2 separate regions of the Astyanax mexicanus genome follow, and region 1 is linked to region 2. A link is a contact called in public Hi-C data. All regions are on one chromosome and are shown on one strand. Each heading gives the region's core, a stretch centred on a gene start, on an enhancer-like site or on the middle of the called end of the contact. The rest is flanking DNA. Distances are from core to core; before and after follow the strand shown.

Evidence for each region. A called contact is a pair of places that touch in the nucleus more often than the background predicts.
Region 1: a Hi-C map of muscle shows a contact between it and region 2, with 7 times the contacts expected there. The contact joins the promoter of pacs2 here to the enhancer-like site in region 2. A contact is called at or near these places in 2 of 3 Hi-C or Micro-C datasets (both in muscle).

The regions. Positions count from the first base shown.
Region 1 is chr7:10,667,842-10,674,514 of AstMex3_surface, reverse strand. pacs2 (phosphofurin acidic cluster sorting protein 2) reads left to right here and starts at 5,141. Exons shown (of 25, transcript XM_007247585.4): 1 at 5,141-5,523. The coding sequence starts at 5,405.
Region 2 is chr7:10,624,525-10,631,521 of AstMex3_surface, reverse strand. It overlaps pacs2 (phosphofurin acidic cluster sorting protein 2), which reads left to right. Exons shown (of 25, transcript XM_007247585.4): 2 at 1,381-1,468; 3 at 2,668-2,757; 4 at 3,120-3,245; 5 at 3,428-3,587; 6 at 5,028-5,101; 7 at 5,895-5,975; 8 at 6,129-6,185; 9 at 6,643-6,791; 10 at 6,930-6,997. Among protein-coding and RNA genes, the nearest start is that of dcaf5, 31 kb to the right of the region's middle. Within about 2 kb of position 1,436, the one cell type or tissue checked has an H3K27ac peak away from gene starts, as active enhancers do.

The DNA of each region.
Region 1 (6,673 bases), core at 3,892-6,391, 39 kb before region 2:
TTCCTCAGGAGAACATCCGCCGCCTCTTCGGGAGCAGTCCAGGTATTGTAGGGAGGTCATACAGGCACGTGGAGGCCACACACACTACTGAGCCTTGTCTTGAGGAATTTTCACTGAAGTTGGATCAGCCTGTCATTTGATTTTCCACTTTGATTTTGAGTATGATTCTAAATCCAGACCTCCATGGGATAATAATTTGGATTTACATTGATCACTATATAATAAATAAAGATTTTCAACTGGAATATTTTATTCATTGAGATCTAGGATGTGTTATTTTAGTGTTCCCTTTATTTTATTGAGCAGCATATATAACTGTGCTCTGAAAATAACTCAACACACAGCTATTTAAGTGGACATATTATCTCATTTTACATACGTTAGAACAGGTTTATGGGATATACAAACTTTAGAGTATCCAGTTTACCTCATCTCTATGTTTTAGACTGTGGAAGGAAACCACGGAAGAAATCCACACAGACACAAGTGGAACTTGAAAACTGCACCCAGATAGGGACTTAAACCCGAAGCTCCAGCTTGGACGCAAACATGCTAACCACTAAGCTACCGTTTTGCTCTTCCTCATGTGAACATTCACGCTTTTTTCTTTGTTAATTTGTAGCATGTTCTTTTCTTGTTGCACCTTTTGTCCCTCTTTGTGCTTTTTAGGGGATTTTACATTCTGCACTCATAATGTCATTTAACCCATTTACAGTTGTTGTGGTTTACATTCTCTGTTGGAGCAGGTGGCATTTTCGTGATTAGCTAATGACCACACACTTTGGATACTGTGCACCAATCAGTTTTTATTTTTAGCTCTTTTAGCAGCCCCCACACAGAGCGACCCACCGGGAATTGTCCCGCTATTCCCTATGGCAGTCCATCCCTGATTATTACACCCGTATTAAATAACTCTCAACAATAGTTTTACATTTATGGCTAATTTAACTTTGATTTCATGACATTGGGGCAAATTTTGTTTAACCCCAGAGCTTTAGGATTTTTATAAAGAATCTCACAAATTCACAATTCACAATTTCAATCAAGAAAATCACAATTTCAATAAGTTTATGTTCAGCTTCTGTTCACAGATAATAGTGACACAGTAAACAGTAAGTAGTTAAAGATAAGCGGATCAACAAAACATCTAGAGCACCATCAGAATAAAGTGCATACTCTATATTTTTATAGTCCATAAACTAGAGCACCTCCAGGATAATGCCCCTTATTTTGTAAATTAATTTCACCACATTTGATTGCATGATAGTTATTACAGTGTTATAGTTTTCCACTCAACCTGCATTACTGTAGTCTGACCCCAGCCTTAATCTCGGCAGAGCAGCAGCTCTGTGATCTCCTCATTTCTCTGAGTGGAAGCTGTAAAAGCTCGTCGCTCACGGCCGTCAGCAGAGCTCGCTCTAATGTTATCAGCTCAGCAGGAGGATATTTGGTCTCTCCTAAAACGGCAAAACAAAGTACACAGTCGAGTGTGTAAAGGTCAGTAAACAGTATAGGGATATGGCACACACACACACACACTCAGAAGGTATAATGTGTGTAAAAAGCAGTAATAAACAGTGTCCTTCTGGAACAGTGTGTCCCTCAGTGCAGCTGTGTCCTCCTGCAGCCCTTCATACTGCCTCACTGCCTGCATACAGTCCTCACTGCCTGCGGATGCTCAGGCCGGCAACTACTGCTGCACACTAGTGAACACACTGCTATTGAACACACTAATATTACTAATGGATGTCATTAGAGAATTACTTGTGATTAGTGAATACTCAGTTAGTGAGCACAGTTAATTGACCTACTGCTAGTGAACACAGTTAGCCAACACTCTCAGATTTCAGAATTTTCTTTTTCCAAGAAAATTTCAGCTGGAACACTAATGATGTTAGTTACATATATGTTGGTTAACATGGTTAAATTTGTATTTAAGTGTATTTAGGCAGACATCCCCCCCTGCTATAACTCATTTAAGTGAGGTAGCTCAACACCCCCAGTCTCAAAAAAATCACAATTTACAGGTATATCAGAATTATATCTGTATTGCCAGTAATTGCAATTTTTTTTTTTTTTTTAAACATCAGCATTGTCTAATTTGGACAATATATCAAACCAATGCTTGGCCTAGAGATGCTGCTCGCACTAATACAATTTGCTGACAGTGGCTCACTACTTTAAAATATATTGATTTAGGCTGTTTTAATTTGAATTTATGTTATCATTTATAATTAAGTAATATAATACAGGAAATTGACAAATCCTGCACCTAACAGCTGGGGTTATGCCTAGGGCTCAGCCAGGATCTACTACTCACTCAACTAACAACAATAGCAAAACCACCACAATCTGATACTGGCTCGACAAGAATCCAGAAGCACAGCCTAACACTATGTTCATGGTCCATTGCCTCAACTGCCAAGTAACAGACCTACCAAAAAATAACCTATGAACACACAGAATCCCTCCTTAATCTAAGCTCACTTCCTTTAACTATGGCAACAACACACTTACCTAAGCACAATCACACACAATAAATCACATTATAAGTTGCGTGAGCAGAACACAGCAACCACTACCATCCGATACTGGCTCGACAAGAATCCAGAAGCATAGCGAACTATGTTCGTGGTCCGTGCCTCAACTGCCAAGTACTCAGACGTCTACAAAAACTCATGAGACAAATTATTACAAGAGCAGGACCACACCAATCCCCTTCATCCAAACTCTAACACAAACTTCAGTGCAAGCTCTTCTCAGGGGTCATCAGGCAGGCACCTTCCTTCGTCAGTGTTTCGCTGAATTAGGCCCACGACACCTCCAGAAGGCTCAACAGTGAAGTCTGGCGTCCCAGACCCACCCCCCTCCAAGCTTGCTGTAGAAGCACAAACTCACTCCCTTCCCCACACAGCCTCAGCCCTTCTGAACCACAACCACTGACTAGATCTTTCAGCTACATCTGACAACTCCTTCACTACAGTCCTTAGCACACGACCTCTAATTCCGAATTCAGACAGCAGTCTTGTGGCAGACTTCACAACAAAGCCTCTAGTACCTACCTCTACCGGTCTAATATACGCTTGCCACCCACGCTCTCTCACCTCAGCCACCAAGTCTGTATACTTCAGCCTTTTCCTTTCATAAGCTCCATCTACCTCGTCTTCAAACGGAACAGTCAGCTCTATAAAATACACTATCCGCTTACTTTCAGAGTACAACACTACATCCGACCTCAAGGTTGTAACCAGAATGCACTCTGGGATCTGCAGTTTACTACCTACATCCACTAATAACTTCCAATCTCGTGCATTGGCCCACTTACCAGCAGTTTTCAAGCACTGTGCTGTTTCTCCACTATGCTGCCCCTCACGCACAAACGTGATTACCCTACTGCAACCTACCACGGGCATGTTATTAACTTCTAACCGAAAGCTATACTGGGGAGTTATAAAAATGTATATGAGCATCAGCAGATATATATGTATAATATCGACATTGGCCAACAATTCCTACATTACACATTTTTGACCTGTTTGTTGTTATTTTATTAGAGTGGATAAAGTACAGTAGCTTCTTAAAGGAGAAATCTGGTGTGAAATGGAGAAATTAGCATTCTGAAATGCAGCGCTTTTTACCAACAGACTTACAATGCTAGTGATATAGCATTACAAAGCAAATGCAAAGAAATCACAATGAATGAATATTACACAGATATTTTTAGCAAAAGCTGGACTTCATGCATTTCCACTGAATTAAAAAACTTTTTTTTTTATTAGTAAACTGTTAAAAATTCTTAGTGCCTTGTTTTAATGTCAGTGCACTCAGAAAATTTTACCAGTGAAGTGTGGAGCTACTTTGAGCTTGTTACTTACTGGTGCAAAAATAGTGATTTATTTGCATAAGTAATGCTATGCCTCTATCACTAGCCTGTTATGAGCCTGTTGGGAGCATCGTCTGAAAGCACTGGATTTTAGAATGCTGTGGGTAAACTTTAGTTTTGTACTTTTATCATGTTTTACATCAAAGTTCTCTTTTAACACCTAGCCAGCTAGTTTAACTAAAGTTAACTATGTTAATAGAAAACAAGTGAACCCTGTTTAAACTACCCTCAACATGCTCTCTGCAGTAATTTACCTGCGGTACACCTCATTCATAAATTTGGGCATTCATTAAGTTGTGGGCACTATGCACTATGTTTATGTTGGTGAACATTCTGTTTGGATTTTGATTGACTTGTTTTCACACTTACATGAACCCACTTGTTTTTGGAAACATGTTTAGGTGTACACACACACATACACACACTACTTTTTTATTTAAGGTGGAAATGAAAATTAAATGAACAGCTGGCGATCACCAATTCCATTATAGCTTCATAACGTCAGGTGAAATAGAAAAAAAAATACACTAACCTAGCTGTTTATTCTTCAGCCTGCAGCTATGTGTTCCCTTAAAGGAAAACTCTGGTGTGAAATGGACTTGGGTTGTAGTGAAACATGATAACGAGTACAGACTTTCGGTGAATATCCCACCTCCATTCACCCACCACATTCCAAAATACAGAGCTTTTAGCTGATGCTCCCTACAGGCTCACAATGCTAGCAATAGGGGCATAGCATTGCCCATACAAATAAATTTCTATTTTTCAATATTAACATATTTTCAGCAACAGGTGGAATTCATGCATTTCCACTGAATTAATTTTGCAATTTGTTCCCCTATCCTACCTATTTATTCATGATTGTCAATCGAATTATCGTCATTCAATTTCAAGATGGTGGTGCCCAGAGAACTACCTGAGGAAAGTTTGTACAGTTCATAAGAATGTTTATATGTACACACACACACACACACACACACACACACACACGCACAAACAAAATCTACACACAGAGACCTGCCTTCACTATTTGTCACTTTGAATGAATGAATGAATAAAGGGGGGGGGGGGGTATTTAATTAAGGTCATGTGATTTTCCCTTGCCGGTGTCCTCACCAGTGTTCTGACAGCTCCATCCAGCCAATCCCGGCGCAGAGGGGGCGGGGCTACGGAGAGTCAGCCTCGGCGCGGGAGGAGGGGTGGGGCTTGTCGGCACAGGCGTGAGAAAGAAAACAGACAGGAGCGCGAGCGGTGGCGGCGGCGGGTGCGCTGCAGCTCTCCGGTCTCGCGGGCGGCCGATGCGCGTGCTGGAAATAACGACACCGAAATTAACATTAACATAAACAACAAGTAAACAACAAAAACAGCATGAGGAGGAGAAGCGCGGCCACGTGAGGGGAGCGGCGGCAGCAGCAGCAGGGGCGCGCGGAGGACTCTTTCTTTCACCCAAGTCCGGCGCGAGCGCGCGCGTGTGTGTTTGTGTGTGTCAGTGTGTGAGTGTGTGTGCGCGCGCTCGTCAGCATGGCGGAGCGAGGAGGGTCCCGGCTCAGCTTCCCCGGGGGCGCGCTCAACACGCCGGTGCCCATGAACCTGTTCGCCACGTGGGAGATAGACGGCTCCTCTCCGCACTGCATCCCCAGGTGAGAGCTGTGCACCTGTGTCCCCGTGTGCGCGTGCCCGTGCATGTAATGGGTTTCGGTGTCCGTACTCTTCTGCATTGCACCGGTCTGCTCGCGAGCTCCCCCTGTTGTGGGTGTATGGGTTTGTGTGTGCGCGCGCGTGCGCGTTCCCGTGCCCGTGTTGTCCCGCGCCGGGTTCCTCTTTGCACTTTGCACCGCGAGGCCAGTTTGAAGCACCGCTGCTGTTTCTGTGATTGTTATTGTTGTTTTTCAGCTGTAAACGATTACAATGCAAACAGAAAGGCAATGTGACGTCACTGCTGCTGCTGTTCCCTCCTGCAGTGAAGGACCCTGTAATACTGAACTGCTTCAGCTGGGGTTTATTGTTATTTGTGGAAGCAGATCGCGAGCAAGCTGGCGCGTGCAGAAACCAACAGTGCAATAAGTTGCTGGTGTGTGTGTGTGAGAGTGTGAGGTTTTGTGTGTGTGTAAGTTTGTGAGTACAATGTCCCAACTTGAGAGCCCACCCACAAGCAGTCAAAATATTTGTTAAGTTTTGTGTGTGTGTGTAGGGTGTGTGTACTGCATGTGTTACACATTAAAAAACACATTCAGACAACACATTTACATATATTATATAGGCATATGTAAGTATATTTATTTATTAAGATTATTAGAATTCACTGTCTGGCCAAATGCTAATAGGTAGGAGCCTGCCAATGGATAATTACTGCATGGGTGATTATGCTTTATTTAACCCTATCTGATGCAGTGAGTACCTTCTCATTTGTTAAAGAACCACATGGAAATACACATCCTGTGGTCTTGGAAAAATGTTTATCTGTTTCAGAAGTGTCAAATTATTGACATGTATCAAGCAGAGAAAACATTTAAGGAGATTCTAAAACTACTAAAATCAAGAACTGTCCAAAACCATTAATAATAAGTAGAAGGACAGTGGGAAAACATTATCTTCCAAGAAAGAATGTGGCAGGATTACCTCAAGGTTTGGCAAAATCAAATGGTAGAAAAACAAAACTAGAACCCAAGGTTATGTTTAATTATGAAAGTAAAAGCATTTTCACATATGTAATAAAAAGGGAACTGAAAGGATTTGCACTAAAGTTTGCTGGGGAATATAAAGGCTGGAGTCTGTAGCAATGGAAGAAGC
Region 2 (6,997 bases), core at 187-2,686:
TAAGCGCTGCATCATTGCTAGGTCACCTGTATGTGGTGAAGTAATACATTGAGAGCTAGGTTACAGTGAATTACTGGCTGATAATGGCACTCAAAAACGGCTCTCAGCCAATCACATTGCAGGGTCGGAACTAACTGTGGTATAATTCTTTGTATATGACCCACTCATCCCACCTGGGAACTCCTCACTTTAAATCAGAATATGAATTAAGTTTGGTTCCAAACTGTGTTTGTGGTTAATTGAATGGCTTTCAGTTCTCCTAGTGAAGTCGCGACCAATGAGATAACAGTCCTGATTGGTGTAACCCTGTAGTTTTTTAGCAGAAATGAATACTTTAATTAGACAAGCACTGCAATACAGCAGGGTTTAAACCAGGGGTGTCCAAACTACGGCCCGCGGGCCATTTGTGGCATTTTAGAAAAAGAATGAAAGTTGGCCTGCTGTTAAGCAAGTTTTTATAATGTGAGATTCAAAGTTTGAACGCTAGGTGTCAGAAATGGGCAAAGAGTCTAAAAGTGGTGAGGGTGCGCATTTCTAGTGCAGAAAAACGGCGCAAAAGAATCTAAAAGCGGAGAGGGTGTGCATTTCTAGTGCAGAAAAACGAGGTAAAAGAGTCTAAAAGCGGAGAGGGTGCACATTTCTAGCGCAGAAAAACGGGGTAAAAGAGTCTAAAAGTGGAGAGAGTGCGAATTTCTAGCGCAGAAAAACGGGCCAAAGAGTCTAAAAGCGGAGAGAGTGCGCATTTCTAGCGCAGAAAAACGGGCCAAAGAGTCTAAAAGTGGAGAGAGTGTGCATTTCTAGTGCAGAAAAACGGGCCAAAGAGTCTAAAAGCGGAGAGGGTGTGCATTTCTAGCGCAGAAAAACGGGCCAAAGAGTCTAAAAGCGGAGAGGGTGTGCATTTCTAGCACAGAAAAACGGGCCAAAGAGTCTAAAAGTTGCCGTAATTAAGGAGTTTATTATTAAGAGACATCATGAAATTAAACATCAATTTGAAAAATCTTAGTTTACACAACACTGTCAAAAATAAAGATAGTAAGTCAAGTAAAATGGTGTGTAAATGAAATAATCAGGAAAAAAGTATTATTTAAAGTGGTATATTTCATTATTTGTTTTATTACAGAGTGTGGCCCGTGACTTCAAATATATTTCTCCTTCTGGCCCCCAACAAAAAAGTTTGGACACCCCTGGTTTAAACACTTTATACTAGTGAATAACAACTGTATACAGATATTTAGGGATCAGAAATAGCCTGAGTGTTCCTCACTCTCTCTCACTCTTCCTGTGATCCACCCATTGCCTCAGTTGCTCTATTCTCAGCTCCACTAAATACAGTCTCAGTTACAGACTGATTTCTACTCTCTTTCTCTGTCTCTTTCTCAGGTTGTGCAGTCTGACGCTGAAGAAGCTGGTGGTTCTGAGGGAGCTGGATAAAGAGTTGATCTCTGTGGTCATCGCCGTCAAAATTCAGGTGAGTGCCATGCTCCTCCCACAGGCCAGGCTCCGCCCTCTGGTGTGTCAGATTTGGGTATTAAACAGAAATTAGTGGTGTTGTAGCCTTACAGATGTTATTTTAACCTTCTTAATGAGCTTTTTGTTCCACTTAGTACTTTGTATTATATTGCAAAGATCAAGCTTACAAACCTTCTTGTTTCTACACCCATTATCCATTTTTTCAGCTCTGCTGATTATATAGGACCACATACGGAATACATTATTATCCTCCTTTCACCCTGTTCTTCAACACTCAGGACCCTACAGGAGGGGTGGAGTGTGGTGGGTCATTCTCAGCACTGCAGTGACACTGACAAAGTGGTGGTGTGTTGGTGTGTGTTGTACTGGTGCAAGTGGATCAGACACAGCAGTGCAGCTGGAGCTAAAAAAATGTATAAGAGATGTAGAAACAAAGAGGTGATCATAATGTTATGATCATAATGTTACTACCATTAAAAGTTTCTTACATTTAGTGTTTTTTCTTTTTTTTAAATATGTGCAGCATTGTATATTAATACTAAAATCATTCAATCTATAAATATTTTTTTGGAGAATTTATATTGGAATTATTTAGTAAACAAGTGTTAAACAAACCAGAATATGTTTTATATTTTAGATTTTTCAAAGTAGCAACTTTTGCACAGATAGCAATTTTGCACATCTTGGCATTGTCTTAGTCAGCTGTATGAGGTAGAGTCACCTGGACTTTCAGGCTTTTAGTTAACAGCTGTGCTGAACTCGTCAAGAGTTAATTACTTGAATTTCTTGCCTCTTAATGTGTTTGATATTAATATTTTTCTTAATTAATAGGTCTATGCTTCTTTAGCTTTGCAATGTTAATTAACATCATTCTGATCAGATTCCGCTCATTAAAACAGTCCGGAAATGTTTTTAAAAAGCTCAGTTTTAATGTTCTACTTATTAAGAAATGTCGGGTTTAAATCAGGGCTCACGCGCATAGGCTCTAGTTGGTATACAGTGAATAGCTTTATTTGAGTAATGCTCTATTAAAAATAAAAACATTGAGTGAGGTGTGTCCAAACTTTTGACTCCTATTGTATATGTATTTAATATATTAAACAATGCATTTTGTGTCTAAATAAATAGCTTAATTTGTTTTTTAGTCCTGGTTTGAGCATTGTGTGTTAAGGTCTCTTATGACCTCTGTGACCTCAGGGCTCCAAACGTATCCTGCGCTCTCATGAGATTGTACTGCCTCCTACTGGATCAGTGGAGACTGACCTCGCACTTACTTTCTCTCTGCAGGTAAAACAAAACACACATTCACATTTAAACATCATTATACTGATTCACTAAAAGCTATATGTAGTGGGAAATTTATTGTTTCTTTGGAATTTAAGGGTAAAGTTTTGTTGGAGTAACTGTCTCTATTGTCCAGGCAAGGCTTTTTGACTAGATTTTGGAGCATTGCTGTGAGTATTTGATTGCATTTAATGACAAGAGCATTATTATTAATGCTGGATGATGAGTACCCCACCACATACCAAATATTCTATTAGCATTAATACAGGGTCTAGACAAGCTGTAAGTGCATTCTCATATCTTTGTCATTTTCTGATAGGTGTGTATTCACATTAACAAATGTGTGTGTGTATATGTGTTTCCAGTACCCTCACTTTCTGAAGAGAGAAGGGAATAAGCTGCAGATTCTGCTGCAGAGGAGGAAACGCTATAAAAACAGAACCATCCTGGGCTATAAAACCCTCGCTGCTGGATCTGTGGATATGGCTGAGGTGCACAACCAGTCCTTCTTCAGCTACTGTTACCAGTAGCATAATTACATATACATATTATTGTGAGATTATATAGAGGATGTATGGGGTATTTTTTGTAAATAAATACTTACTATATAGAACCTAGTATAGTATTCATTTTTTTATTAAATGTATTTGTGTGTGTGTGTGTGTGTGTGTAGGTCATGCAGCATCCAGCAGAAGGTGGGCAGGTGTTGTCTCTGTGCAGTCATCAGAAGGAGCTTCAGGGGAAGGTCGCTGAGATCTGGATCTACTCTCTCTCCAGTCAGCCTATAGACCATGAGGAGGCGGCACTACTGGGACAGAAACTCAAATGCTCGGGTAACACACACACACACAGCTGTTTAAAGTACACACATGCATGTGGGCGGCATCCTATGGGCAGCGTCCTGTGACCACATATGTAGGACGCTAAAGGATGACCAACACAAACTGTGCAGCAACAGATTTAGAGCTTCTGTCTCTGACTTTACTTTATCTACAAGTTGGAGCAGCTCTAGGTAGGAGTATGTAATAGAGTGGACAGTGAGTGCCACACCCACCTTTCGCATCTGCATTGTTTCCATACTTTGGTCTGAACCAAAGTAGTAGGTATGAAAGGAGTTTGGTCCGACCATGGTCCGGTTCGTCTGCAGTGTGAAAATACCTTTCTAGATAATTCAAATTCACACTTTAACCTCTTAACGGGCCAGGATTTTTGGCAATTGTCTGGCATTACACTACTAAATCTTGAGAATTTCTATTCAAACATTACATACATTTCATGTTTGTTCATGAGGAACATTACTGAAAAGCATAATTGTAATTGTAATAAAAAATATAATTTTTTTTTTTAAGTAAATCTGCTAATGTCAAAATATAATGACTCATATCATAAAATTGGCTCTTTTTAAAAATCATTATTTTCCTGAATACAAATCAATCAGTTTATGTCTTTCAAACCTTTAGTTTTGTCTAGTCTTTACGTCTATTTTCAAACCTGCAGTATTTGAGTTTATTCCTGCTACTGATATGGAATTATTAAGTAAAGTAGAAAGAAAACAGGCAGCTTCTCCAAGTGTCCTGTAGAATATTTCAAAGCCCTCAAATTTGCAGAATGTAAATAAGTTATTTTACTGCAGAAAAAAAGCATTTTGTATCACCTACATCTGTAGCCCATATACGGGGCAAGACATTTTAAACAAACCAAAGAAAAAAGAATTGGTGTTGAAATCCGACTCCCCTTTGTGAGCAGGTGCATCAGGCAACATTATGGACATAAAATCTTAGACTGTATTTTATTTATTTACTGTAACAGTAGATTAACCCTTATTTATAAACAGAAATAAAAGCAACCTGATGATAATCTTTTACACTCAGAGTCAAATTCTGACAGAGAGCTAGAATCCGTCACAACACCTGGTAAAGTTACCAAATATATACAATGTAACAAAGACATAAACCTTGATACGGACTCTGGTCTGTGTTTTTTAGTTGTGAAAAAGCCCTAACATAACGCTCTTCACTTCAGTCACTTCAGTGCTGAGAATAACTCCCACCTAAATAATAATAGCTGCTCTGTAGTGGTCCTGTGGGGTCTTGAACATTGAAGAAAAGGGGGAAAAGAAGAAAGTAATAAAGTAGTAGAAATAATAAAGTGTAGAGAAACAGATACAGGACTGTAATTTAATATTTTTAGACATATAGACCTTTTTACTTTTTTCACACTAAATAAAAAAAAATATATGGTATGAGACTGAATTTCTGTTGGTTTTAATGTAGATAATTACTCAGAAGAGGAGTATGAGAGTTTTTCGTCTGAGCAGGAGGCCAGTGATGATGCTGTTCAGGGACAGGTCAGTCACCTTATATCACCTTATTGATTCATCAGTTTATCAGTTACATTTACATATGTGAGAGAAATATATATATATAAATATAAATTAATATCTTAATTTAATTTATATACAGCTCTGTATAAAAAAAAATAAAAGACCACTTAAAAAAGATGAATTTCTTTGATTTTACTAAATTGAAAACCTCTGGAATAAAATCAAGAGGAAGATTGGTGATTACAAGCCATCAACCCAAGCTGAACTGCTTGAATTGTTGTACAAGGAGTGGCATAAAGTTATCCAAAAGCAGTGTGTAAGACTGGTGGAGAAGAACATGCCAAGATGCATGAAAACTGTGATTAAAACCAGGGTTATTCCACCAAATATTGATTTCTAAACTCTAAAAACTAAAAACTGAACTTGTGAATATGAATATGAACTTGTTTTCTTTGCATTATTTGAGGTCTAAAAGCTCTGCATCTTTTTTGTTATTTCAGCCATTTCTCATTCTGCAATAAATGTTCTAAATGACTATTTGGGATTTGAGAGAAATGTTGACCATAGTTTATAGAATTAAACAACAATGTTCATTTAACTCAAACATATACCTATAAATAGCAAAATGTGGTTTCTTAATTATTTTCAGGGCTGTATATACACACTAAATGTTTTAAGTGCAAACAAGTGAATACATCTTCAAACCTTAATATGACTTAAAAACTTTTTGCACAGGTTGAAATTAATAAAACACACTTAATGTTTTATTACTGGCAGTGTGGTGTGATTTATTGGAGTGTGTTTTATTTCTCACCAGGATCTTGAGGATGATGAGTTTGATGTGAGGAAGCCTAAAAAACAGCGCAGGTCAATTGTACGGACAGCGTCCATCACCAGAGTAAGCACTGCACATGCTCGCACACAGGGCATTTATTTATTAGTGATATGTCTCAGTTCCTCGATTCTCATCAGAACTGTGAACTCTGTGTGTGTGTGTGTGTGTGCGTGTTTGTGTGTGTGTGTTTGTTTTTGTGTGTCTCCTCATTAGCAGCAGAACTTTAAGCAGCGTGTGGTTGCTCTGCTGAAGCGTTTCCGAGTCTCTGATGAGGTAAGACTGCGCGTTGCATGTTATATATACTATATAATATACTCACACTAGTGCTTCTGTGGGCATGTGAAGTCAAATACAGTGCCTTAATAAAGTATAGCACTAATTAGAGAAGCAGCCAAGATGCTCATGATCACTGTGGAGGATCTGCAGAGATCCACAGCTGAGGTGGGAGAATCTGTCCACAGGACAATTATTAGTCATATACTCCACAAATCTGCCCTTTATGGGAAAGTGGCATGAATAAAGCCATTTTTGAAAGAAAGCCATAAGAAGTCCATACAGAGGACACAGCAAACATGTGGAAAAAGGTGATCTGGTCAGATAAGATCAGAGTTGAACCTTTTGGCCTTAATGTAAAACATTGAACATGCTCTTTCTTCACCAACTTTAGGAAACAGATCATTTAATGCCTTGATGTCCGTGTGTGTGTGTGTGTGTGTGTGTCTATGCACAGGTATTAGACTCTGAGCAGGACCCTGCAGAGCCCCCTCCAGAAGTGGAGGAGGAGGATTTGGAGAGTTTGGACTTTGAGAACCCGAGCGACAGCGGTCCTGAACTAGATGATGATGACAGCGTCCTTAGTACTCCCAAACCTCAGCTGAAGTGAGTGTGAGACACTGTGATTGATTTAAAAAGTTGTACAGTAACTTATTTACATCATGTTATATCTCTCAACTTGTGTGTGTGTGTGTGTGTGTGTGTGTGTGTGTGTGTGTGTGTGCGCGCACGCGTGTGTGTTAGGCCATATTTCGAAGGCGTCTCTCTTTCCAGCTCTCAGACAGAGATCGGCAGCATCCACAGCATGAGGA